Linked DNA regions of Mus musculus: all the other regions are linked to region 4. A link is a contact called in public ChIA-PET and promoter capture Hi-C data. All regions are on one chromosome and are shown on one strand. Each heading gives the region's core, a stretch centred on a gene start, on an enhancer-like site or on the middle of the called end of the contact. The rest is flanking DNA. Distances are from core to core; before and after follow the strand shown.

Region 1 (6,008 bases), core at 1,621-4,120, 420 kb before region 4:
ATCGGTTCACCACGTTGGACTTGGGGCGTATCCATGCTTTGGTCTGTTGTGGATTCCCTACCTGGGGAGAATTGATGTGTATGTAGAATCCCTTCAGGACAAGTCTTGTCACACAAAGAGCCATCTGTGAGTCACCATCGCAAACATCCTAGCTTGGGGGTCAAGGAGGTCTCAGAGAAGGGTGGGGAGGAAGGTATTTTATGGCCACTTGGCAAAAGTTAGACAAGGTCAAGATCTAGCACCCAGGCCAGGACACCACAGCACCCTATTTTCTCACTATGGCTCTGGGTCTCGAGCATCCATAGTGTCAGGGAACAAGGTTAGATCTTGGCATCTTATGGAATAAATGACAAGCATCTGAGAAGGGCAGTTTATGTACCCTAAACTTAGCTGGAATTGCAAGCTGTCCTGAGCCTCCCAACTTAGGTCCTGGGAACAAACTCCGGGCCTCTGGAAGAACAACAAGTACTCCTGTCCCATGAGCCATCTCTCTAGCCTGTTTCCTAAGCTTAGTTTATAAATTGTTTGATTAATTCATTACCCGGGACCTATCGCTAAATGTGTGGTTGGAACCCTTGCTCACCCTGGCCCATCTGCTCTCTTTCCTTAACCCCACCTGATCGGAGAAAATTCTGGCGTAATTCATCACCCCTCAGCTCTACATTTCGGGCAACCCACCCAAGAGTGCCCCACCCAGGGGCTCAGCTTTTGACCATATATGGGCATGATCCCAGCTCCTAGCTGACGCATCGCATCGTCATCCCTCACCTAAGGCCTATAAAGCCCCTTGTGTGAGCCTTGCTTCGTGACTTCCCTGGTCCACTTCCTTGGGATAGGGTGAACCTGCCTAGGAGTAGCCTTTATCTATTTTAATCTGGTCTAACCTGGTCTAATCTGGCCTACATCGCACTGGTAGAAAACCCGTTTTCAAGGATGACCATGAATCCCCAATCTTCTTTCTCACCTTTACCTCCCAAGTGCAGGGACTTCCGTTTTTTTAGCATCATCCCAGACTTAGTCCCTCACTAGACTGAGCTCTTGGTAAATACAATTTCTTCTCATCTCCACACTCAGAAAGTTGGAGGAGCAGCAGCAGGAAATAGAGGACAACCTGGGCTACATGAGACCAAAAGTAAATAAAAAGTTATTTCCAATGGCCACTGTCACAATATTTTTGTTATTAATCCTTTTGTTTGTTTGTTCCCTTTTCATGCAGCCCAAGTTGGCTTCAAACTTGTTTAGCCAAGGTTGGCCTCAAACTCCTGATCCATCATGCCATGCTGTCTGTCTGTCTGTCTGTCTCTCATAAACCAATAATGTGTTTTTATTAGGTTAGGGTTTTGTTTGCTTTGGCTTTGGTTTTGTGGGTCCCTTCTTAAAGGCACTTACTTTGCCCTGGGTAACACAGATGCTAGGTCTACCTAGGCCCTGTGAGTGAGTCTCAGCCTACCCTATGCCCAACAGTGGCTCTCAACCACAAAGCTGACTCGGAATTACCTGGGACCCTTGTGAAAGCAAACCACCGCAGTTTCCCACCGAGTTGTTTCTGGGTGCCTCAAACCCCAAACATGAACCTAACAAGTTCCCAGGCAGCGATGGGGCTTCTAGGGTGAGAACAGCTTTGAGAACCACTGGGCAGCCTTGCATCCAGCGCCCCACTGGTAAAGCAAGCACATCCACACCCTCCCCTCAGAGGCTTGTACTGCTATGCCAGTGAGATGTGTTGCTAAAGAACTTCAGCAGTTCACAGGTTAATGGCCCTGCTTGTTAACCTGGTAACCTGCCTGAGGCAGATCCATGGTCTGTAGTGCATTGTGATGTGTCAGACATCTGGAGATCTTTGGCAGACCACTTTCTCAAAGAAGAAGCCAGCCATGGAGGTCTCAGGCCCTCTGCCCTCTCCTGCCACCCCTTCACCAGCCTGCTGTACCACAGCTGGCTGGCCTGGGCCACTTCTTCAAGGACCAAAATCCAGAAAAGCTAGGACAAGTATTAAGTATGATTCGAGACGTTGGAATGGTTCACGAACGACTCTGCTGTTAGACTCTAGCCCACGACTTCCCCTCTCTAAAGCTTGGGCTGTGCATCTGTAAAATGGGTGCAAATAATAAAATGGGTACAAATAAAGTAGCCCAGGAGTGGTAGGGACTGAAGAGCAGAGTTTTAACAGCTGTTGGCTTTCATCCTGTCTTTGAGCAAAAGTTCAACCACTGGTAGCTGTTAGTATTTTCAGAAAGTGCTTGGCTCCAGCCGCCTCCACACGGAGACCTGGTCTTGGAACGCGAACGCTCCCACGCCATTCCCGGGTTGCACCAGGATACGCCCGTCCTAGAATGCCAGCGTCGGGGCCCCAGGCTTATAGCCCTGAGCCAGGTTGCTAAGGGGAACAGGCTCGGGGCGGAGCAGAGAATCCCCCGGGAAGGGCGGAGCCGGGGAGTTGCCTCCCAGTTGGAGGCCTAAGGGTGAGCCCCTGGGGAAAGTGATGGACTCAAAGGGGTGAACAGGAGGGCTTCAGAGGACCGCCAGCGGCATAGTTGGGAAGTGGGAAGGATGGGGGAGACCATAGGGGGTGAGACTCCGCAAGGCTGGAAGAGACTGGAGCGGCAGACTTGGGGTCCCAGGTCGGCCTTATCCCCTGGAGGCCCAAAGCAGGCGGAGCAAGGCGCGTACGTGGCCTCGCCTCTAATCTGGAGCTGGAACCAGGCTGCAGGGCTGGGCAGAGCTGGAGGGTTGGCAAAGGGTAGCCAGCTCAGTGTTGTGCTAAGGGGTGTGGCCGTTTGATTGAACCGGGAGGCTGTGGTGGGCGGAGCCTGGTGCTACCTCCCGCAGGGCCCAGAGGGGAACTGTATAGGGGGCGTGTCAAGGGCGTGGTCTTGGGGGGCGTGGCGTGGCCTGACAAGGCCGTTGAGCTTCTGGACTGACTTCGGGAGGGGGTGGCGGGGGAAAACGGAGGGACAGAGCCAAGCTGCGCAGTCAGACTCGGGTTGGGGCGCCAGCTGAAGACGCGGGACTTAAAGCGCGTAGCCAGAACCCAGGCACCAGGTAAGAGAAGCCTGGGGGAGGGGACAGGATAATCGGAAGCAAACTTAGCTTTGTCCGGATTTCCTAGCAGGACCCATTCCGCCAAGCCCGTGGGGCCCGCTTGGCAACAGGTAACAGGCTGGAGCACTTAGTAGCTGAGAAGGGTCGTTCACCTCCGAGTCCCGAACTCCCTAGTTCTGGCTGCCCCACACACCAGCCCTGTGGCCCCGGGCCTGTCCCTGCCCCTAGTCCAGATCTCCTCCGGTTCCAGAAGGAGGAAGTTGATTGAGATGAGCTTCCGAGCGGAATGTGAGGGCTAACAGGTGACAGTCACAGTGGTGTGTGAGTACACTCGCTTTCAGATTGCGTAGCTAGACCTCAGCGACTTCCGCAAAATGTCACTGAGAGAAACGATTTAAGTTGCCCTGGGTTATTGGAAGGAACTCCAAATCCAAAGCAAGGCAGTTTCCGTTCTTTTCCTCCTTCCACGTTCTGAGCGCACCACTGAACTGGGTGGACTTAAGAGTGGAAACCTAGCCAAACTTTTCCAGGTGAGCTGGTTTGGAAGAGGAGCCTGGAGGGATAGCAGCAGAAGAAACTCTCTCTTGGGGTGCATAGGGAGAAGAAGGGGAAACCCTTCCAAACCTGCTCAGAATCTAGCCAAACCCAAGAGAGCTCCTTGCTGTGCCAGGGATTAGGTATTTGTGCAGAAGGGGCTCCACTTCTGATGGTGGGGTGTGTCCTGGGTCCTGGCTGTGCCAAGGATTTAGGCTTTGGGATTCAGCCTAATTGGATTCCACTCCCCTCCAAACCTTAGTTTCCTCATCTGTAACTTGGGGAGCAATGGCCAAACAGTAGTAGCAAGAATTAAGTGAAACTATGTGTACCATGCCTGACAGGCCATTGGGTGCCCAGAAGCCTCACTTCAAAGCTCCTGAGATGTCAGTGAGCAGGTGGTGTGCTGTCTTCCTTCTGGGAAATGAACCCATCTTTGGGGTTTGGCTTGGTTTGGAAGGCTTGTGGGTAACTGCAGCTGTCCCATCCCTGACCTCATCAGAGTCAGAAACTGACACCAGCCATCAACGTCATCTTGTTCTTTTGTGGGTCAGGAAATGTGTTACCTAGACAAAGGAGGGCCTGAGTCCCTAACATAGCTTGGAGATGATGGGTATTGAATTTAAACGACCCCCACCCCCTTGTAAAAAAAACTGCTTAATGAGTCCATGGGCCTAGCATTATCCTCATCCTGAGGTGCTATGAGGCTCCCCAACCCATCTCCCTCCTGGGGAAGTTTCTCTCACAGCTTGGGCTAGCTCAGGGGAAGTCCCAGTAGTCTATGAGGCTTTAGTGGCTGGTATGGGCTGTTTCACTGCAAGTTTACGGTAGGAAGGGCACATGGTCTGCATGAGCAGGGCTGGGCACAGAAGATATGGAAGGTGCCCCATGGGAAATCCTTGCATTTTGGTGGGAGATGAGCCCCTGCTGTAGAGTCAGCTGGAAAGTACTCTGGAAAGCCTGGCTGAAGGCCGCCGGACCACGTGGAAAAGACTGTGTGTGGTGGGGGGCACAGAATATGTGAGGAATCTCTGGGGAATCAGAGTGGGTAGCAGGGATGGGCTTTAGAGTTGAGCAGGACTTTCTGCCTGGACTCCCCAGCCCTGATTAATCTTTGGCCTGCTCCATGGCTGTCAGCCTTTCGGTGGCATTAGATGAGACTTTGCTGCAGTGAGGAGGGTGCACCCTCAGGAGAAGAAGACATTCAGCACCAACTGTGCCTGGTGTGTACAGCACCCTCCCACCACCACTCCCATTCTGTGACGTGAAATGCCAAGCAATGGCACAACGATGGCCCATACCCTTCGGTCACTCAGCGTCTGGAAAGGGGCTTGAGTCAGGGATGTGACAGAAGATATTTGAAGGAAGGATGAGAGGAACCTTTGGGGCCTTAAGGACCAGAAAGGTGGGCCAGAAGGTCTTTCGAACAGAGGGAGATGCTCAAAAGCAGGGTCAGCTTCTTAATGGAGATCTTGAGAAATGGCTGGGTTACTGGTCTAGCTCGGTGGTTCCTACAGTTGGCTGCAACTTTTTAATACAATTCCTCATGTCATGGTGACCCTCGACCATTAAATGATTTTTATTGCTACTTCATAGCTACACTTCTACTACTGTTAAGTGTAGTGTAAGTGTCTGTGTTTTCCAATGCCCATGGGCATCCTCTGTGAAAGGTCTTTTAACCCCAAAGGGGTCAAGCCTACAGGTTGAGAGCCACTGGTCTAGCTAAGGCTGGGCTCTCCAAGTATTAAAGTAGACACGGTAGGAAGGATAAACTCCAGAAGGGCTCAGAATGCCAGTGAGAAAAGCTTGGCCTTGTGTTTTGGGAAGTGAGGTGCCTAAAAAGGGCAGGGGAGTGGTCCAAAGCTTGACACTGCGTGTGCTAGATATGCAGGGGTAGAGGACCTGGGAAGTCTAAGGGACTTTTGGTGAGAGGAGGCCACAGGTTAGGAACTGCAGACAGCCCAAAGTGGTGGAATCCAGCTATGCCCTGCCCATGGGGCACAGTCAGGGCTCAGAAGGCGACCACACTAAGTGGGTGGTAGTCACAGGGAGGGTGAATGCTGTTAAGTGACAGGATGTGGCCTTCAAGAACACCCTATGTTCACCATGAAGGAGTGGAGTCTGGGACCAGTCAGGGAGCTTGTGCCAGTTAGCAGTGAGTGTCTGATCAGGATGGGAAGGAAAAGTACCCAGGCTTCCCTGTTCAGCGCAGAAAAGGCAGGAGTGAAGGGTCAGTCATTTGGGCACAAGATTCCCACAAGGGGTAGATTTTGGTTCCCCGAGGCTGCTCTGAAGTTTGACATGCAGGAGAGCCCCTTATTTTAGAAGTGGAAGTTCCCACTGGTTGGCAACTCCCTCCACCGTGGGGACCAATCCGTTTTCCCTAGAGGGCCAAACAGGGTCAGATCATCATACATTGGGTGGGGGGAGTG
Region 2 (6,333 bases), core at 1,548-4,047, 290 kb before region 4:
TTTCTTCCATATTTCCAGTATTACTGTCCTGTTGCCGTGGCAACATGCCTGCGAGCATCAGCTTATGGAAGCAAGGGTTTATTTTGGCTTACAGTTTGAAGGGACACTAGTCCATCACCAGGAAGACACAGTGGGGAAGGCAGGACAGCTGGCCACATTCACACGCCATCGAGGCTCTGAGAGATGAGATGTGGGTGCTTTCTTCTTACTCAGTCGGGGACCCCCGCCAATGCAATGGTGCTGCCCAGGATCTCCCACTTTCATTAACCCAATTCAGAAACTCCCTCAAAGACATAATAGAGATCCAGCTTCTAGATGAGTCTAGATTCTGTCAAATTGACGGTATTAACTATCAAACCCCTCCCTATGCAGGGAGTTGGGAGGTCTTGACCCAGGAGTCAGGAGGCCCCATGTTATTGCCATGCTCATCTGTCAACCCCACCAATCTTTCTCAGCATCCCCATGAAGACAATGAAGTAGCTGGACTACGATGAATCCCCATGGGGTTTCTTTGGAGTGGGCAAATGAGGAATCCTGGGCCTTCTGAACCTGGCGGCTTCTGGGTCTGTGCTAACCTGGCATCTCCTTGGTCAGAGCTAGCTGGCCCTTCCATTTCACCCCTGGGCTGTCTTTCTCCCCTCCCCACTCCATCCCCTTGGAATACTTCATTGCCTGCCTGAAACCTCATGATAAGCCACCATTTGGGGAACTTTCTTGGTTTCCCGACAGAACAGTTGAAGGGACCCTACAGGTTGTTTGCTCAACTTTGCATGTGGAAACACTAAGACTAAGATTGTTCTATGAATAGGAGACTAGCTCTCCCAGCATCAAAATGTGGTCTTATGTCTCATGGGACTAAACTTCCAGGGTCCCCATTTTGGGGGAGAAAAAAGGCACTTTTCTGTCTCTGCTATACAGGTATCATGTTTCCTGGTGTGCGGTGTCCCACGCTGGTTGCTAATGTGTCTTTAGTGACCTTTTTGGCGCTCACTGGACTCCAAGTGGGAGTGAGCCCTGCGATGCTCAGCCCTTCTTAGCCAAAGCAGCCAGCGGCATCTTGTTACACTTTCTTTTATTATGACTGAAGATCCGTTGTTGGAGTTTAATGACACCATTTTATTCGCACTGTATTTGTTTTATGATATCCTTCTATTTATAGCAATCCGACACTGCTCTTCCATTTATGGCCGTGGTAGAACATATCACTGTTTAAAAACAAACTCGTTTAAGTAAAACAAAATATAAAATAAGTGCTGATTTAAAGAAAGCACTTAAGCAGGCAGCCGTCATCCTTGGGCCCAGTCAGACTAACGTTCTCAAGGAGGCAGAAGGAAACGGAGGCCTGGAGTTAGATCCACTGTCCTAACTGGACGTGAGATGTACAGCCGGCCCAATCTTCTTTCCATCTACTTAGTTGGTTCTGGGGTGGAATTCAGGAGTCAGGGCTGGTGGCAAGTACCTGTTAGCAGGGAGCCATCTTGCTGGCCCCCAGCTTGTGCTGTCTCCCCTAAACTACACTGTGCCTGCTTTTGTCAAAACTTAATCTTTAAAGGCCCCTCCTGTCTGCCAAGCCTGGGCCTTTTCCCTCACAGCTTGATTCTGCTTAAGTTTCTGGGATGCCCCTCTTGGTTCCCAGGAGGCCCATGCAGCAGTCTTTTACAGCAGCAGCCTTGAGTTAAGGGCCTGTGAGGGTTCTCAGCCAGAGGGTTCCGTGCCCCACCCCCCCCCCCCACACACACACACTCTGTTTGGGAAGCTGAAGAGGTATCTATATATTGACAGACTTCCACACCTACGCCATTGGTCCACTGTTCTCGAAACTGCATGCCCCTCTGTCAAATCCCCTTCTTGGCCTCTCTCTGTGAAGTGGTTCAAAGGAACAGCCCTGAGACCTTAGACATTTTACTTCTTGGACTGTGGGCTTGAAAATACCAAGTCTGGTTTTCTGTTTACCCTTCAAAGCTCTGTCTAGCATCCTGACTTCACCAAGTTCCACACTGAAGTCAAAGAGTGTCTGTCCTGGGTGAGATCAGTGGGCCAAGTGGTCTCCTGTAGAGTGTAGTTTGATTTGTGTGTGTGTGGCCTCACAGGACTTTTCAAAGCTGAGACACTGATAATTGCTGCCAACGATTTGAGCCTTCTCATGACAGTCTTTCTTAGGTTGTGGCTCTTGAGTGCCTGCTTGTGAATTTTATATGGGTTCTGTATAGCATAGGTTAGCTGTCTTAGTGAACCCCAGTGGAGGAGAGGATGAAGTGAGAGCCTCTCACTGGTCTGGTCCTTAGCAGTGCTATAGTTTACAGCGGATGGGGTTGGGAGGCACCAACAATGAACCCTAATAGAGCTTGCTGCACAGGTTTCTATCTGGTACTTCCCTGGCAGTAAGTGGGAAACCAAGACGCGACATCGCAATGGAGAATCCCACACCCCAGCCCTGCAGTCCCACACACGGTGTGATAACAGCGAGAAAGCTTCCAGGGAATAAATGTCCCAGTCTAGCGTGCTACCTTCACCCTTCTCCAGCAATCTCCTAAATTCAGACATTGAGGCTAGGAGTGCAGAGGACATCGGGAGAGCACAGTTCCAGAAACCACGCTCTAGGACCCGGTGAGAGAGCGGCCGTGGACCATGAGAGCCGTGTCCGCCCCGGAGACGCGCCAGCACCGCGGCGGCAGTAGTGGCGACAGGAGACGGAGGGGCGGAGGCTGGGGCGGAGGGAGCGGGAGGGCGGGCCGGAGGGTGGCGGGAGGTGTGGCCGGCGGCGGTGGCGGGTGAGCCGCTGCAGCTGCCGCCGGCGTCTCAGGGGCTGCAAGCTGCAGGCGGACGCAACGCTGTGCGATTCCGAAGCCCAGCCACGCCAGGCCGCCCGGCCCTGGCCCCCAGCGGGCGTCGCCGCTCCTTGTCGCTTTGACGCCTAGCCCAGCGCCGCGGCGCAGGACTACCGGTGCCCCGCAAGTTGCGAGCGCACTCTGCGCCTGGGGAAACTTTACCCCGCGGCCGAGCCTCTGCCAGGTAGGATTCAATCACTGAGCCCCTCTGTGCGTACTGGCCCCGGGATACCGCGCGCTTCGGGGGAGATCCCAGATCAGTGCGGGTCCCAGGACGCTCGGGTAAGCGGCCACCAAGTTCTGAAGCGACTCCCCTGGGGGCGGGGACAGCGCCGCACTGAGTGACCCGGAGCATGCTCGGGTCGCGACTTCGCCCAGGTCAGGTGCAGCCATTCTGCGCCCAGCGATCTCGGGGGCTCAGGCGACAGTAAGGCGGCAGGTGGGACTCCCAGAGCCGGTGTGTTGGCCGGGGCTGTACCGAGAGTGAAGGGGTGAGCCCAAGTGACCCTGCACACAAGCAGGTCACAACGGGGGACACGGAGCCGGGCTTGGGCGCGGCGGACAGCCGATCGGGCTGGGGCACCGAGCGCTCTTCGCCTTCGTGGGACCCTGGTAGCAGGGCCTGGAGAACGCTCCTAGATTTTGCTCTCGCACCCGAGTTATCATTCCTTGCGCGGGAAGATGTCCAGCTCCGTGGATGTGGAGACCTAGGAGGTTCCCGGGCGGGTCCGGAGCTCCTTGCGGCCGGATGTGGGGTGTGGTGGCCGTGGGTTCCTTAGCGTGGCTGGCCGAGGTGGGCGCGCGCGGGCTCCGGGTCCTGCTTGCGCTGGGAGAGTTGTCTCGCCAGGGGGCGCCCTTCCCTGGCCAGATCGGCTTCCCAGACCAGCCTAGGAGCTTCTCTGAGTTTCTGAGCTCATGGAACCGCAGATGGACCAAGGCAATGCGCGTGGGGTCTGTTTGGAGGAGCTCCCCACCTTGTCCCAGAGAATCGGACGGAGGTGCACCCACTGTGAGACTGATGTGCAACGATCAGACGGATCAGTGTCATGAGGTGGGCTGCTGGCAAGGATGAGTGAACAATTTACACCCAGAAAAACAAAAGAAAGTTTACATGAACAGCAAGCCTGCATGGAGACAATAGGATAGAACATTAGTTGGATTTACTTGAAGTTACTGAAACCCAGCCATTTTTGTAAAAGTGGCATCTTTTGTCCTGGTCCTGGTCAGATCTCTGGGCGTGGTGGGCAGGATTTGTCCTCTCTCTGGGCATAGGTAGATTGGGGGCATAGGAATTTCTATAGTTTCATCAAAAGGGATACACTCCTCACCCATTACCGAGAGCACTCCATGTCCTGGGCCTGAGGTCCCACATGCATCTCTATGATCACGTCCCACATGCTGGTGAAAACGCACTTTCTTCCTTCCTGTACTCTTAGACTCCTGTATTGTGTGGGTGGAAAGGGTCATCTTTGTTGTGTGAAAGGCTGTTCTTATGGAGGGGACTTTGGAGGGAATTGGTGCCTTCTCTTCTCACTAAACTTCTCTCTGTTCCCCCAAGAGAGTACAGATAAGCTCACAGAGACCGTAGCTTCACACCGACTGAAGTTTTCATGTGCCCTTGCTAGGAATTCGTGCTCACCATCCAAGCTATTCCATATACCCCACCACACACACACACACACACACACACACACACACACACAGGTGTTGGGAATGGGTCCCCAAGATACAGATGGGGTCCTGCCTTCAGCCTGGGTAGAAACCACATGTGTTTATTGGATACAGCTAGTACCCCCATCCAGGACAAAGTTTCCATCAGACAGATCATCCTATCTGCCTGGCTTCTGTTTGGAATGGCAGAGCCAACGCAGAGAGGCAAAGGAAAGGGTGGGGACCCTTGTCACTGGGTTTGTCTTTAAGACATGCCAGAAAACAAAAGAAGAGTGTTGTTTGTTTTAGTTTTAATGGCTCTCAGTGTGTGTGTGTGTGTGTGTGTGTGTGTGTGTGTGTGTGTAGCCTAGTTGGAGAGCCCCGCCCACCCCTGGAACGTGGGTATTAGCATGTTCCCAACCCGAAGGCCTGCAGATTCTGGGTGCTGTCTCTTCTCTTTACTCCTTACTCACCCCAGCCCTCACACTGAAGACAACATAGAGGTTCTCCACCTTCCAAAGTTGCTCCTGCCTCTGGTCCTGTCTCTTGGACTCCAGGTAGATTCCCCAGTTTCTGACTTCTCAGTAGTCCAAGCCCAGGCTCATTTCTTTGTCTCTCTGTCCCCAAGACCAAGATGCCAGTCAATCACTGAATCTCCAGGGAGCTTTGAGGAAACAAACCTCTGGACTTGCACCTAGGACAGACTGATCTGAATCCAGAAAGGACCCCTCCCCCAGTTTTCTGGTAACTTCCACACCAGGCTGGAAATAGTCCCCTACCATCTAAGTGACATTTTAGTGCTTTGGACTTGGGACTGGTTGGGTTTGGAGTCAAGATATTAGGGGGGTTTGTGGGAAGGGGCTGGTAGAGGAGAAAGGGCAGATTTGAAATCCAACCAGTTAGCTTCTCATGGAGGCCTTAGATGAACCACTTTCTCAGTGGCCCCTCTTCCCTCTCTGTAAACAGCTCTGGGGATAGAGGGGTCTTGTGACTTAAATCCAGGGAAGCCTTTTGGGATTCTGGACAACCAAGCTGGATGTTGCCTCTGGTCTAGCTGAACAGAATGCTGGTTCTTCACCAGGGTGCCTGGCCTCCCCTTGCTTAGCCTCTGGTACTAGAACCCAGTGGACTCACACTCAATCCAGCAGGTTGGGGTAGAGAGAAGGGAGTGTGACCCATCTCTGCTAGGAGTGTCACAGCAGCTGGTGCAGGCATCTTTGTCTGGATGCCTATCTAACCCCCATTCCCTGGGCAGAGCCAGGGCCTGCGGCTGGACCACACATTTTAGCAACCCCTCCCTGTTGAGAGAGGTGCTCTTCTGGCCCATTTCATCAACCACTGAAAAGGGGAATCAGGAACGGTTGGTTGTCTGAACTCAGCTGGGACTCCATAGAGAGAGTGCAGCACCCAGCACTTGGCCCCAGAGAACAGATGATGGCAGCTGCTGAGCATCCCTGCAACCCAATGTTCTCAGGCAAACATGCCAGCTTGGGTGCCTCCTGCCACTAGGGCTGGCATCGAGTGCCGGTGCTCCATGTGATGGAGTGAGGCAGATCACAAGGATTTTGGTTTTTATTTTTACAAAGAAAGACGGAATGTGATGGTGAAACCCGGGTCTGCAGCTGACGTAGGCTATCAGAAGGACCCTGGCTCCTATCCTAGACTTCTGGGTTGGGCATAAGAAGAAACAGGCTCGTGAGAGCTGTGGTGGAGTAAGATAGAGTAGAAAACCCAGGGAACCTAGAATTAGAAGGCTTGATCTGCCATAGATGAGGCTGTGTGACTTCAGCTAAGTCACTGCCCTTTTCTGAGCCTCAGGCTCTCTGTTTAGAAAAATCACCCCATGGTGATTAGA
Region 3 (5,972 bases), core at 1,926-4,425, 450 kb after region 4:
ACAAGATTCCTGGGTGGATAGAGTCTCAAATAAGAGCCAGGGCTGCAAAGTACCAGGCTGAACAATCCTAAATAAATCTCTATGTGATGAACCAAGTGGCTGACTCCCAGCAGGGGTGCCAGGGCTACAGAAGACCACCTTTCCCAAGCAGGCCAGTCCAGGCACAGATGTCAGACCGCCAGCTGGGATACAGGCGAGGGAGCCAGGTGAACCCTTTCCCCGTTAAATAAGTAACCATGACACTCTCCCAACACACTCTGTGGTTTTGTTATGTGCTCCACGTTAATGAACTTGACCTTCGGGGATCTTTTAGGTGAGGATTCTTGCAACCCTCAGTTTACAAAGAAAGAAACCGAGGCATTGAGAGATCACCAGAAGCTTGGGAACCTGCCCAGAAGATCCACGGAAGTGTCGGTTGCCTGCCTGTCAGCCGCCCCGACGGAGAATCCCTTGTGTGCGGGTGGAGAGAAGCAGCCTCCCCTCGGAGGCCAGAACCTTCCTTGTTCCTCTGTCTTTCCCACCAAAGGGAGTTGGTCCAGCTCCATCACACTTGTGGAGCCTGATTTTACTATATGTTTCCCTCCCCCCTCCCAATGCCTTGCTACATCGAGTCCTCTGAACAAGTCTGTTTCCATGGAAACCATACAGTGACTCAGGGCTTCGGGACCTTCTCTGAACCAGATTATGACTATCAAATGCTCCCTCCTCACACCAATTCAGACTCCCTATGTAAAAGGATGGGGCATAGCCGATGGGCAAGAGGGGGCTGGGGACGGGACGGGGGGGGGAGTGGGGGGCCGCACAAACCAGGTCTCACTGAGAACCTGACACCCAGGGCTCTTTCAGACTCAGTCGAACAAAGCTAGGTCCCTCCTCCAGTGCAGCCTGACTTACTCCCTGCACTAGCATTCCCCAGTGCCACCCTCCCTTTGGAGCCAGGGCCCTTGGGAGAGGGCACTGAGAATCTAAACCCACACCTTGAATCAGAGCCTGCACTGAGCCGACAGGACATGGGGGCGAGGGTAGGAGGAAGTGGGCTAACTTAGGATGCTCAGAAGGGAGCCATTAACCCAAAGCTTCACAACCACTCGGCAAAAAGGGAAATTTGGATTTGGAGTCGGGGAGGGGGTTTTTGCTCTGAGATGAAGAAACCAAGGAGTTAGGGGACAGAGAAGGGGGGGGGGTCCTGATCTCAAAGCTCCAGCAATATTGGGGCATAATCATCAATGGCTTTCTCTCACTTGCACACCCCTCCTCTCCCCACAGATACCATGACCTGGACTGCTGGTCTCGAGCCAACTCACCCACCAGCAAGCAATGAAAGTTTGTCACACTAGGCTCCTGCAGGGGTCCAAGACCAAGGGCATATCCACCCCCTCCTTTCCTGGCAGCTCCCTAAAGACCCAAGAGGGCGGGGAATAGACTAGGGTGGAAGCTTGATACCTCCCTGGTGACTCCAGAGTGTGAGTCATGACGATAGAAGCACTTTGAAAAAGAAACAGGGTCATCAGGATGCCTACAAGTGTGGCAGCTACTGGGGACTGGGGCCTGGGAACTGCCTGCCAGGTAAGATCTCTTTGTGAGACAGCCTGGTCCCATCTAAAGGGCTAAGAAACCCCGGAAAGTATCTCCCTAGCCTATGAGCCCATCTCAACTTGCCTCTTACATCCACTGGTATCCTTGGGTTTCCCAAGTGGCTCCCAGTTCTCTGCTCAGCCAGGATGCTTGCCTCCTGCCTCCACCATAGGTGTCTTCCTATGTCCCTAGGCTCCAGAAGACAGTGGGCTGAATTCCTGTCACTGTTTGGACATGCACCTCCCCTGTCCCAGCCTCAACCTCTCAGCAGTCAGCTATAACATCCCTGGTCCTGGACCCCAAAAGCCTTGGTGTCCAGAAGCCTCTTGCTTAAACGGTTAAGCCCATCAGGAAGTGGGTACTAGGAATGTAATCTTAAAAAGAGGCAGACCTGGAGTAGGGAGAGGTGACATGGTGAGGTACCTGAAATCAAGCCAAGGTGCCATCCTAGCAGGACCTTCCTTCCTCAGATAGCGTGGCCTTTTAACCCATAGATTCCAGCTAGGGCCACTGTCTACTGTTACTGTAAAGTCAAGCACCGTGTCCCTCCCTGGACCCCGAAAGAAGCTGACCACCCCATATCCTACTCAGAGAGGTGCTAGGATTGTTTTGGCCTCGCGTGGGGGGAAGCTCTGCACCGTCAGGCAGCCCTAGTCTCCTAAGGGCCCAGCCTATCACCAGCATAGTAGAAGCCGATACAAGACCGAGGCTATAAGCAAGAGGCCGGGACAGTGCTTTGCCTCAGGGTGTAAGCCTGGTTTGTAAAGTTAGAGGAGGCACGGGAACCTCAGGGTCTCTGGCAACCTCGGCCGCTCGGGTCTAGCAGGCTGTTGCATGATCAACCCGGAGCAGACACCCGAGCGGGTACCGCAGCAGCAGAACAGGAGCCCCGGGCAGACGTTTATCCCAAGTTTGCTGCCCTCACCAGAGGAGGAGGTCAGGAGCGATCGCGGAGCTCTCCGGAGGGCTACTAGCCCCAGCCAACCTCTCCCAGCGCCCAGCACTCTGCGGTCCCTAGCCACCGCCTCCGCGCACCGCCCAGAGACACCGGCCCTGAGCTAGGGGCGTCTCCCGCCGCGCCCGCGCCCCCGCCCCTCCCGGCTGTTGCGGTGCAGTCCGTTCCCGCCTGCCCCGGGGCCCGGGAGACCCGGCCGATACCTGGTGGCGGGCGCGCCGGGAGCCGCTGCAGCGCCCAGCGCTGGCTCCATCCTTAGTCTAGAGTCAGGCTCTCCGGGGGCCCGCGGGTGGTGGTGGCGGTGGAGGTGGCGGCGGCATCCTCCTCCTCCCGCGCCCTGCTCCTCGGCCTCCCTCCTCCCAAGCCTCTTCCTCCGCCTCCGCGCGTCCCTCACGGGCCCCTCTCCATGGCTCGGGGGCGCTAGCTCCGGGTGGCTCGCTCTGCACAGTGCCTTTTCCTGATGAGAGAGAGAGAGAGAGAGAGAGAGAGAGAGAGAGAGAGAGAGAGAGAGAGAGAGAGATCAGGGCCAGGCACCGGGACACCGAGCACTGCAGCCCCAGTCTCCGGAGGACAGCAGCAGCCTCGGAGGCCAGAGCCTCACGGAGTACCCTCCTTGCGTCTCGGAGTCAAAAGCAGCGGTGGTTGCTTCAGCGCCGAGCTAGCGGGTGGCAGGCGCTGCGGTCCCGGCTCCACCCCCAGCGCCGCCCGCCCCCTCTCCGCCCGACCCCGTCAGCGCGCGCCCTCCCGCCCCCCCCCCCCCCGCGCAGCCCAGGCCGGGAGCGCCGGGACACCCCCACTAGCAGGGCTCCGGAGCCAACCCACCGGCGGGCCGAGGCAGCCACACCCCCCACCCTCCACCCCGCACCCCCCACCCCCCACCCCCGAGTTGAGGAGGCCAAGCGGCAGCAGCACGGGTACCTCTTGGCCTGCCCTCTCCCCCTACACCCGCCCTAGCGAAGGCATGGCTCTATCTATGCAGCCAAAGCCTCTGGATACCCAAGTCTGGCTACAGCCCCAACCTGACCCTGGCTCCTTTCCCCAGCCAGGGCAATCAGAGACTCCCAAACCCAGAACTGAAGTCGATATTCCACTACATGCCCCTGCTTCTCTTCCATCACCCACAACTAAAGAAATGTTTCATTTGCCCCAGATCCTGTCATCCCCTTTCAGCAGGGGCTGGGTGGAGCTGGCCAGTTAGTCGGACACTAGAGTTCCTTTGCTAGAGGAAGCTTTCCATCCTGCCCAGCCCCTTCCTCCTAGGCTGCATCTGTCTTCCCAGGTAGTTACCAGTCCACAAGCTGCACTTGTGGGACCAGGACAGCGGCAAAGCCCTGGCACTACAGTGGTCCTTCGTTCTCTGCATAAATATCGACTGAGCATCTCCTGCATGTCAGAAGCACCGAACACTATAGCTAGTGACAAGAGAAACATACCCCTGAGCCCTCAGTGTGGCCTGGAGGAAAAATGAAGCCAGCAGAGGAATGCCTGTGGCCCTGAACTGAAGAGGAGGGAAAACCCACTTCTACCATTGGCCACCAAGGTGTCCATGCGCACAAACCCAGACCCCATCCTGACCTGTTTCCCATCTGAAGATGTGTAGGTACTTTGCAGGGCTCTGGACCAAAGGCAGTAGTAGACTTTGTCCAGAGTGGTAGCGATCGTCCAAAGGAGTGGGCTTCCATCTCCACCGTCTCTTACGTCTCCTAGAACACGATCTGTCCATCCGTCTGTCACTCCTGATACGGTGCAGAGAACAACGGGTTTTTTTTTTGTTTTGTTTTGTTTTTTAATGAGGTTATATTCACCTGGAAGTTCTCAGTGCAGAGGAGCCTTTGTGAGTCTGCTGTGTGACCATGTGATGCAGTCCTCCCCCACCCGTGCCTCAGTTTCCTCACGAGGAAAAATGGAGGTGCTTTTTCTTATCTCCTAGGGCAACAGCTCCCATGTTAGCTTGGGTGGATGCTTACTTGTTCGCTAAGAAGGGAATAACATAATGTCTAGGAGTCTCCCGGAGACCCCAAGGGGCATATCTTCAGAAAAGGCTTCACATGGAACCAGATGACGTGAAGACCTCTGCTCCAAGGGTCCCAGTAGGCCACATGGTCATTTGTCTTGGTTACAGTTGCCAACCCCTAACTATAAACTCCTGTCCCCCACCACCTCCTCAGAGAAGACAACTAACATCGCCTTTCCTGACATCCCTGATGCAGCAGCTCCAGCTGCAGCTGTACCCGGCATCCCCCACCCCCACCTCCACCCTCTGCAGCCAGGGCTATAGGGCACCAGACCTCAGCCCCAGCATCACAGGGCTTTAGTCACTTGCCCACCTCCATGGTAAGTGGCTGTGTTTTGACATGACCAAGAAGAGAAAGCTGGCCTTGCAAGAACACTCCAGGTTTCAGGCCCCTCCCACTTGTCCATGGACAGCCTGCACCCCCCCCCCACCAACCCCCCCCCCCCGTCACCCTGGATGAACCAGAACCATCTCTTTCACCTAGGTTAATCCCTGCCTGAATCTCAGCTACCCCAGAATAGTCCAGGCTTAGAAACTCCTCTATCTCCCACTCTCTGATCCCAGCAAGTCATTTTTCAAACTTTGCTATATTTTGGATGGAGAGGACAGTGAGGTTAAAATGTAAAGAACTGGGGAGAAATATATTTAAACTCTGAAAGTAGACACAGACCTGGGTCCTCAGAAGTACTATGAGTCTGTTCCCAGTTACCTGGGGTTGCCCCCATATAACAAAAACATGTTTCTTAGGTGCCTACTGTGTGCAAGGCGCTGTGGGGGAGGGGATGCAGTGATGCCTCCACTAGAAGAGCATATCAGTTCTCAACCCCCATGGCAAACAGCTCACAAATGCGGGTGGCTCCTGCTCCAGGGGTTCTGACGCCCTCTTCTGGCCTACATCCGCATACACAGACACATGCACACGTAGGCGGAGTTTAAAACAAAAGTGAAAAAAAAAAAAAACAAAAAACAAAAAACCCTTTAGAAAGAGTGGTCACTGAAAATTTGCGTTTTTCTAAGTGGCCTGGGAAGTCAGGTGAAGATGCAGCCTTCGAATGTCTTTCAGGAAGGGCTTCCTGGAGAAGGAGCTAACTCCAGGAACGATAGCTGTGGGGTGGACAGGGCATGCAAGGCAAAGGAGGAAACAGCAAGCAGCCTGCCATTTGACAGACAGTAGCTAAGAAGACTGTAGCAATGGCTGACGTCGGGGCTCTCCCCCTCCCTGAGCCAGGCTTTGAGCTCTTCGCCACATGGGGATTATTTTGTTGGAGCCTCAAAAGTAGCCTGATGTGGCAGGAATTGTCGTTCCCTCTTTTAAGGACTAATGAGTCCTGGGATTTGCCCAATTTGCAGAACTGCTTAGCTACTACACAGTAGCCAAGCCAGGGCACCTCACTGGGGCCACACTGGGCCAGCCTGGCTCAAGGATAC
Region 4 (5,904 bases), core at 2,246-4,745:
GGGCTTGGACCCCACTGCCACCTTCCTCATCTTTGCCACTTCCTCCCATACTGTGTCCTCCTTCCTGCCACAGTGTCTTCACAGGGGCTGTGTGCCCTGCAGAGACTCTGCCGTTCTTCTCTTGGCAAGACTGATGTGTGCACCTAGCACATCCCCCATGCCCCAAAGTGTCACCTCCTCAGAGAGCTTGTCCCCGGTCTAAAAATAGTCATCAGTGCTTGGGCCCCCCACCCCCACCTCCCACCTGAACCCTGTTGCCTCTCCTTGCTTGTCACACAGTAGAAATCCATTGACCATGGTTCCTCCAGAGGGAAGGGGCTGTCTTTTGCATTGCTCAATGGAATGGATCCTTAGGGGACACTTGGGGTGTTGAGTTGGGGATGTGGTTTGTGCTCCTGGGGACCTAGCAGGAGTCAGGCGAGTTGCCTGTCAGTAGCTTACAGAAGAGCAAGAGGACCTGACCCTGGCCCTTTGATCTTAGCCTTTGCCGGCAGCTGTGTGAGCAATCCCTTGGTCTTAAGCCAGTCCCTCTTTCCTTCCAAGAGAGAGATCCCTCAGCTGTTGGGCAAGTGGGCAAGAGTGGAACCATGCCTGGCCAGGAAGATGGCCCATGGGATCCGGGTCACTTCAGCAATTCTTCCAAAAGCAGAGTCATTGGAAAGATTTATGTCTTGCCATTAACAAAGGGAGACATTTTTTTTTTTTTTTTTTTTTTTTTTTTAATGAAAGGCAGAGAAGCAAGGCTTGGCCAGTAGGATTAGACATGGGGAAACAGAAATGAGAAGGAAACAACTGCCAATGCTGTTGGGAATGAATTTGGAATTTGGCTCTGAGCTTCCTGGCAGCCCAAGTAAAAAGGGAAGCCTGATCGGTTACAGAGTTCCTCTCATTAGCAAGGAAGACGCCTGCTGGTTCCTCGGGGGAGATGTAATTTGTTCCAGTTTTAGATTTTCCAGGCAATAAATCCTGAGTCAAATTTCTCCCTTGAGGATGTGAGAGATATCATCAATTGATGGGATAAATAATATGCTTGTCTTATAGTAAGTATCAAAAAGACTCTCCAGGGACCTGGGGGCACCCACCATGCAGCTCACTGGGTGACAGTTTTGTTTGGGTATTCTTATTTTTAAATTTTACTAGTATTTATTTATTTATTTATTTATTTATTTATTTATTTATTTATTTATAAGACAAGGTCTCTCTCTGTAGCACTGGCTTTCCTGGATGGATATCTAACTATTCATGGATCTCACATGGAGTTTTCCTCCTGAAGAGCTAAGACTATTCATAAGTCACATCTCGATGACTTCATGGGGACAATTTTGCAAGGAGAGGCAAGAGAGGAACCTGGCTTCCTCTCACAACACACTGGTAAACTCTGTGTGTGCAGTATTTGTGGAAGAAAGCAGCAGAAATCCATAGTTGCTTTGTGGGAAAGGGCAGCTAACTGGAAGTGGCAGAGAAGACATTGTCTGATGGAGGGAGGCAGGCTGGCTTGGGTCTCCCCGTGCCCCCAACTAGCTGTGTGATTTGTGGCATGTTGAACATCTCTGAGCATGTTGCCTCTTGGTAAAAAAGCCATACTTGCTTTGGAAGACTGGAAGGGAAACGGGTTAGTGGCAAAGCATGGGATGTGTGTGCGTGGATGCCATGCACCTACTGACTTTAGCTCCCATCCTGAGGTCCTCAGGGAATTCCAGGGAGCACCCTCTCACCCACATTTCTGGGATTCCGGCCCAACTTAGTGAGAGGCAAGCTTGAGACACACACTGACCTTGCCTTGGCCACATGTCTCTAGGGGGGTCCCACGAGCCCTGCCAAATGGTTCAGACCGGAGGAAACTAGTCTCCAAGGTCTGCTCATCCTCCGGGCCATTGGCCATACCCTTCTTTTCCTGTGCCTCTTTGTGGTCTGTCTCAGTTTCTTCGTCCCACCCACTCTCTGCAGCAGGCACTAGTCACTGCAGGCCCTGTGCCAACCCCTGGGCACTTGGGTCTTCACTGTTTGCCTTCCTGGCATGTGGTCCTGTGGATTCCTGGCCCACCCCTGATGTTGTTTCATGTATGGTCTCTTCCCCTCATAAGGGACAAGTGGCTAATTCCTCAGCCTCTCTTCCTGAGCCTGCCCTCTCCCAGGTGTTAGTTAGAACTTGAGGTAGTCCTACAGACTTCTGACTGGGCTGGAGCCACAATGGGATACACAGATCCAGGTCTTCATCCATATCCCACACACGACCCGGTGCTTCAGAAAGCTACACTGTGGACACACAGCAAGCACCTAGCCATTTCCATAGCATTACAGCTGCTTCTGGGCTCTTTACATACACCCTCAGGGCTCACCCTAGAGCTGGCAGCTGGACCTTTACAGCTTTGCAAGAAGAGGAAACAGGGTCATAGCTACAGACACTCAAGGTCATACTGCAAGTGACAGACAAGGGAGCCGAAGAAGCGTTTATGTTACCAAGGTCAAGAGAAATAAGAGAAGTTGCCTCCTGTCCCAGCCCCCATCAGGTCTCCTAAGCAAAGCATCCTCAGGAGTACTTGACCTTGGAAAGCCCTCTGGGATCGCCCTGGTGGAAGCTCCTTTCCCTGGGTAATCGGCTCCCCTGAGGTGACACCTTCTTGGGACTATCTGGACCTTCCTGGACTACCTGGCACTGGGCAGGCCTTCCAAGATCTCTTACTCAGGTAGAATCCTTTTTGGCAACTTCCAGCCTAAGGTGAGGCCCTCCTTCGGCCAGGGAACCCACCCTGCAGCAGCCTCCCCTTGGGGTCATTACAAAGAAGGGCTTGGGGTAGGGTTGTTCTGGTTCCCTCTGACCACTCACACTTCCTTTAAACACCCCAGCCTTACTACATCCCTTCACTATCTTTCTTGCTGGGTGCCATTTTGCAGATGGATACAATGAGGCACTAGGCAAGTTAAGTTAGGACACAGTCCCGTTCCAGCTTTGTATTCAGATTTGGTACTGTACTTTGATCTGAACAGCAAGTGACACTCACCCTTTAGTCCCCACGTAAATAGTTAATTTTTCTCACAGGCCCCAGGGCCCTTTTCCCTTGGTGTTCTATGGGACGCATGTTACCCAACTTCAGTTGATACTTCCAAACGGCTGAGCAACCAAAGGGTTAAAGGGGCCCGGAAGAGGACCCTGTAAGGGTTAAAATTATAAACGCATTTATCGCCCTCTGACTATTTATTGGGTTGTAGACCGACAACGTCGAAGCCGGGCAGAGCCAGGAGGCACCCTCGGATGGGCTTGCGCAAACGCCACAACTTTCTAGCACGACCCCCAGAAAGTATCCCAGGCACAAAGTTGGCGCAGCCCGCTCCTCCTCCGCAGCGTCGCCCTCCCCGTGGGGCGCGCGGCGGGGACGCGCGAGCTCCCGCGCGGGGCCGGCTCGGGGGACGCGGGGCTCAGCGAGGCTCGGCTCCGGCCCCCTGAATTGGGGGGTCCGCGTCTGCCCCAAACGCCGCTTTCTTCCGTTTTCCATGTCATTTCCTGTACTAATAAGATGGTGGTCAAAGCAGGGGAGGAGAGCAGCAGCGAGTCGCCGCCGCGCTGCCGCTGGCGCTGAAACTTTGCCCGGCCGGGGACCCCGCGCGCGGCCGCCCCGTCCCGCCGCGTCCCGCCGCCCCGGCCCCGGCCCGGCTCGCCGCCCCGCGTGGGAGCCCGCGAAGGTGAGTGGGCCCGGTGGCCACCGTGGCCATGAACGTGAACATGGCTTCGGAAGACGCTGGGCGGCTCGCCAACCGGCGCGGGGGCCGCGGCGAAGAGCGCGCGGGGACACTGGGGAGCGGGGGCGCAGGCAGGCGACGGGGCACGGACCGGAGCACCGGAAGCGGGGCGGGTCTCAAGGTGGCCCGGGCCCGCAGGTCGTCGCCACCGCCCGACGCGGGCCTCGGGCGGCCCAGCCTCCGCCTCCTTCCTCCGCGCACTCGCCCGCCTTGTTCCACTGTAGCCTTTTCCTCGGCTCCGCCGCGCGCTGACGGACGCGGCCGCCGGCCAATGGGAGCGGCTGTTCGGGCCCGGCGTTCGCAAAGAGAGCGCGTAGACAGGGGGCAGGGCGGGGCGAGGGCGGGATGCAGCCGCTGGCCTAGTTGCAGGGACCCGGTCGCCGGTGCTTCGGGGCCGGGCTGGGGGGCTTAGGGACCGCATGCCTCTCTGTGACCTGCCGCGGGCCTGGGGCGGCAGAGGGAGGGCGTGCCTTTTATCTATTTTAAGTCTTGGTTGCAGCACGGACTCTTCGGGAATTCGCCCCTGAGTGTCGTCTCCACCCCCCACCTCCTCATTCCCGGTCCCCAAGGTACTATGTGATGCAGAAACTGCAGAAACTTGGTGGCCAATGACCTTCCTCTGTCAAGGCCAGCGTGCCCTAGGCAAGTCGCTGCAGGGACTACTGAGCAGCCTTGGGCTAATAAGGCAAAAAGTTGCTAGTGTCTTGAGCCCATCTGAGTTGGAGCTCAGACCCTTAGAATCAGTTGATGACCTAGAGAAGGAAAGTCTGTCTTTTGTTTTTTTTGACCATGGCTTCGTGTGGAGGACAGCCGTGGTCTGTGATTAAGAGTGATCAGAAAGAAGCACGCCCAGTCCTTTGTGCGTGGGGACTGCGAGCAGTGAAGGGAGCCTTCTTTTCATCTTGAGAACCCTATAAACTTTGGGAGTTTTGTCTATCTGAAGCAGAATAGTTTTCCATGAAGTGTGATTCCCGTGGCACCCCTGTCCCCCGAAGAGGAAGGCAGGGACTTTCCTAGGTCTTGGTTGATGGTGTAGGGTGTATGGGTCAGAAGTCCCATATCCCCCTCATCCCTGGGGAGCGGAGTATGGTCTCTGCTGGGAACCTTCTGGGCATATGGCCCAGACCCCCTGGTTTATTTAGTTTCTTGGAAAGGACATCTTCAGGATCCTTCCCACGGGGCTTTGGATTTTGCAGGGCTGTAGTTGATCTCTTCAAGGGGATTCTCCTTCCCTGCAGTGGGTCCAGTACAGCCTGTGTGGGAGTCAGCTGGGAGAGCATTGAGATAGGATCAATTAAGTACCTGGCCCAGGGTCAGACTCCTGGTTTCAGAATCTAGAGCTGTGATCCTGGGCGATGCTCTGTGAACCATTTTGGGAATCACGATTGCCAGACCCCAGCCTGCTCCACCCAGCCCCTAACTAACAGTGCCCCTAAGGAGCAGATGCTCTCAGGGTGTGGTACCTTCTGAGTATCCGTCTCAAAAATGAGGAACACTTGTCCCAGGGGCCCTTGCTCTGTCATCACGGCCATCACCCCCAGCCTGGAGCTTTCTGGTCCAAATGTTTCTTAGGTTGGTTCTCCGAGGTGTCTGATGAGAGTCCTTCATCTGGCTTACTCTTCACTTAGATTCAATGTGGGATTATCAGAAAGCCTGAAAGAGGCAAAGACTATTGGAAGAGGAGTTGGGGGGTTGGAGTTATGCTGCCTTTGTGGTCTCTCACTTGGCTTTCCTCCATAAGCTTCCTCCAGGGTTGATCTCAGTGTGTCCCTGCCTGCCTCATCCAGTCAGTCCACCCATCTGCAAGCCCAGGGAGCTCTCTTTAGTGAATCCAACCCATCCTGGCTTCCTAATTTCTCCCCACTAGCACACTGGGGAACAGTACTTCCTGTTCCCAGGACAACTGCTAGGGTCTGAGATAAGGCACCTGCTCTTGCCCTGTTCCCCGTGGTACAATTGGGGTCACCTCAGTCTCCCTAGTTCCTGCTCCCGCTCCCCCTCCAGTCTGCCTGGTGCACTTCTGATAAAGGATCAAATTGTTGCTAACTGTAAAGCCTATAACATGACTCTCCCTTATCTTCAGCCTCATCTCCTGCCCTTCTCACCTCTCTGTTGCCCAGCCCAGCCCAGCCTGCCCTGGCCAGCCTCTCTTGGATCCTGACCTAG

The links. Promoter capture Hi-C pulls out the DNA fragments that hold promoters and counts their contacts. ChIA-PET counts read pairs in DNA pulled down with a chosen protein or histone mark. Capture Hi-C pulls out chosen DNA fragments and counts their contacts.
Region 1: an RNA polymerase II ChIA-PET map of memory CD8 T cells shows a contact between it and region 4, with 48 read pairs. The contact joins the promoter of Cd82 here to the promoter of Prdm11 in region 4. A contact is called at or near these places in 18 of 39 promoter capture datasets (the 3T3-L1 cell line, 3T3-L1-derived adipocytes, the C10 cell line and 12 more), 10 of 484 Hi-C or Micro-C datasets (CD4 T cells, CD8 T cells, embryonic stem cells and 3 more), 7 of 115 datasets of contacts at active chromatin or transcription factors (astrocytes, bone marrow-derived macrophages, craniofacial prominence and 4 more) and 3 of 9 other capture datasets (adipose tissue, embryonic stem cells and liver).
Region 2: a contact with region 4 is called in a promoter capture Hi-C map of pancreatic islet. The contact joins the promoter of Tspan18 here to the promoter of Prdm11 in region 4. A contact is called at or near these places in 1 of 39 promoter capture datasets (embryonic stem cells), 3 of 484 Hi-C or Micro-C datasets (cerebral cortex and embryonic stem cells), 1 of 115 datasets of contacts at active chromatin or transcription factors (embryonic stem cells) and 3 of 9 other capture datasets (adipose tissue, liver and pancreatic islet).
Region 3: a contact with region 4 is called in a promoter capture Hi-C map of stem cell-derived epiblast-like cells, with 2.5 times the contacts expected there. The contact joins the promoter of Chst1 here to the promoter of Prdm11 in region 4. A contact is called at or near these places in 5 of 39 promoter capture datasets (the 3T3-L1 cell line, embryonic stem cells, hippocampal neurons and 2 more), 1 of 484 Hi-C or Micro-C datasets (fibroblasts) and 1 of 115 datasets of contacts at active chromatin or transcription factors (embryonic forebrain).

The regions. Positions count from the first base shown.
Region 1 is chr2:93,459,364-93,465,371 of GRCm38.p6, reverse strand. It overlaps Cd82 (CD82 antigen), which reads left to right and starts at 2,870. Exons shown (of 10, transcript NM_007656.5): 1 at 2,870-3,042. It overlaps Gm10804 (predicted gene 10804), which reads right to left. Exons shown (of 5, transcript NR_040532.1): 3 at 1-61.
Region 2 is chr2:93,330,951-93,337,283 of GRCm38.p6, reverse strand. Tspan18 (tetraspanin 18) reads left to right here and starts at 2,797. Exons shown (of 10, transcript NM_183180.2): 1 at 2,797-3,012.
Region 3 is chr2:92,596,910-92,602,881 of GRCm38.p6, reverse strand. It overlaps Chst1 (carbohydrate sulfotransferase 1), which reads right to left and starts at 3,175. Exons shown (of 3, transcript NM_023850.2): 1 at 2,734-3,175.
Region 4 is chr2:93,043,756-93,049,659 of GRCm38.p6, reverse strand. It overlaps Prdm11 (PR domain containing 11), which reads left to right and starts at 3,495. Exons shown (of 8, transcript NM_001368848.1): 1 at 3,495-3,681.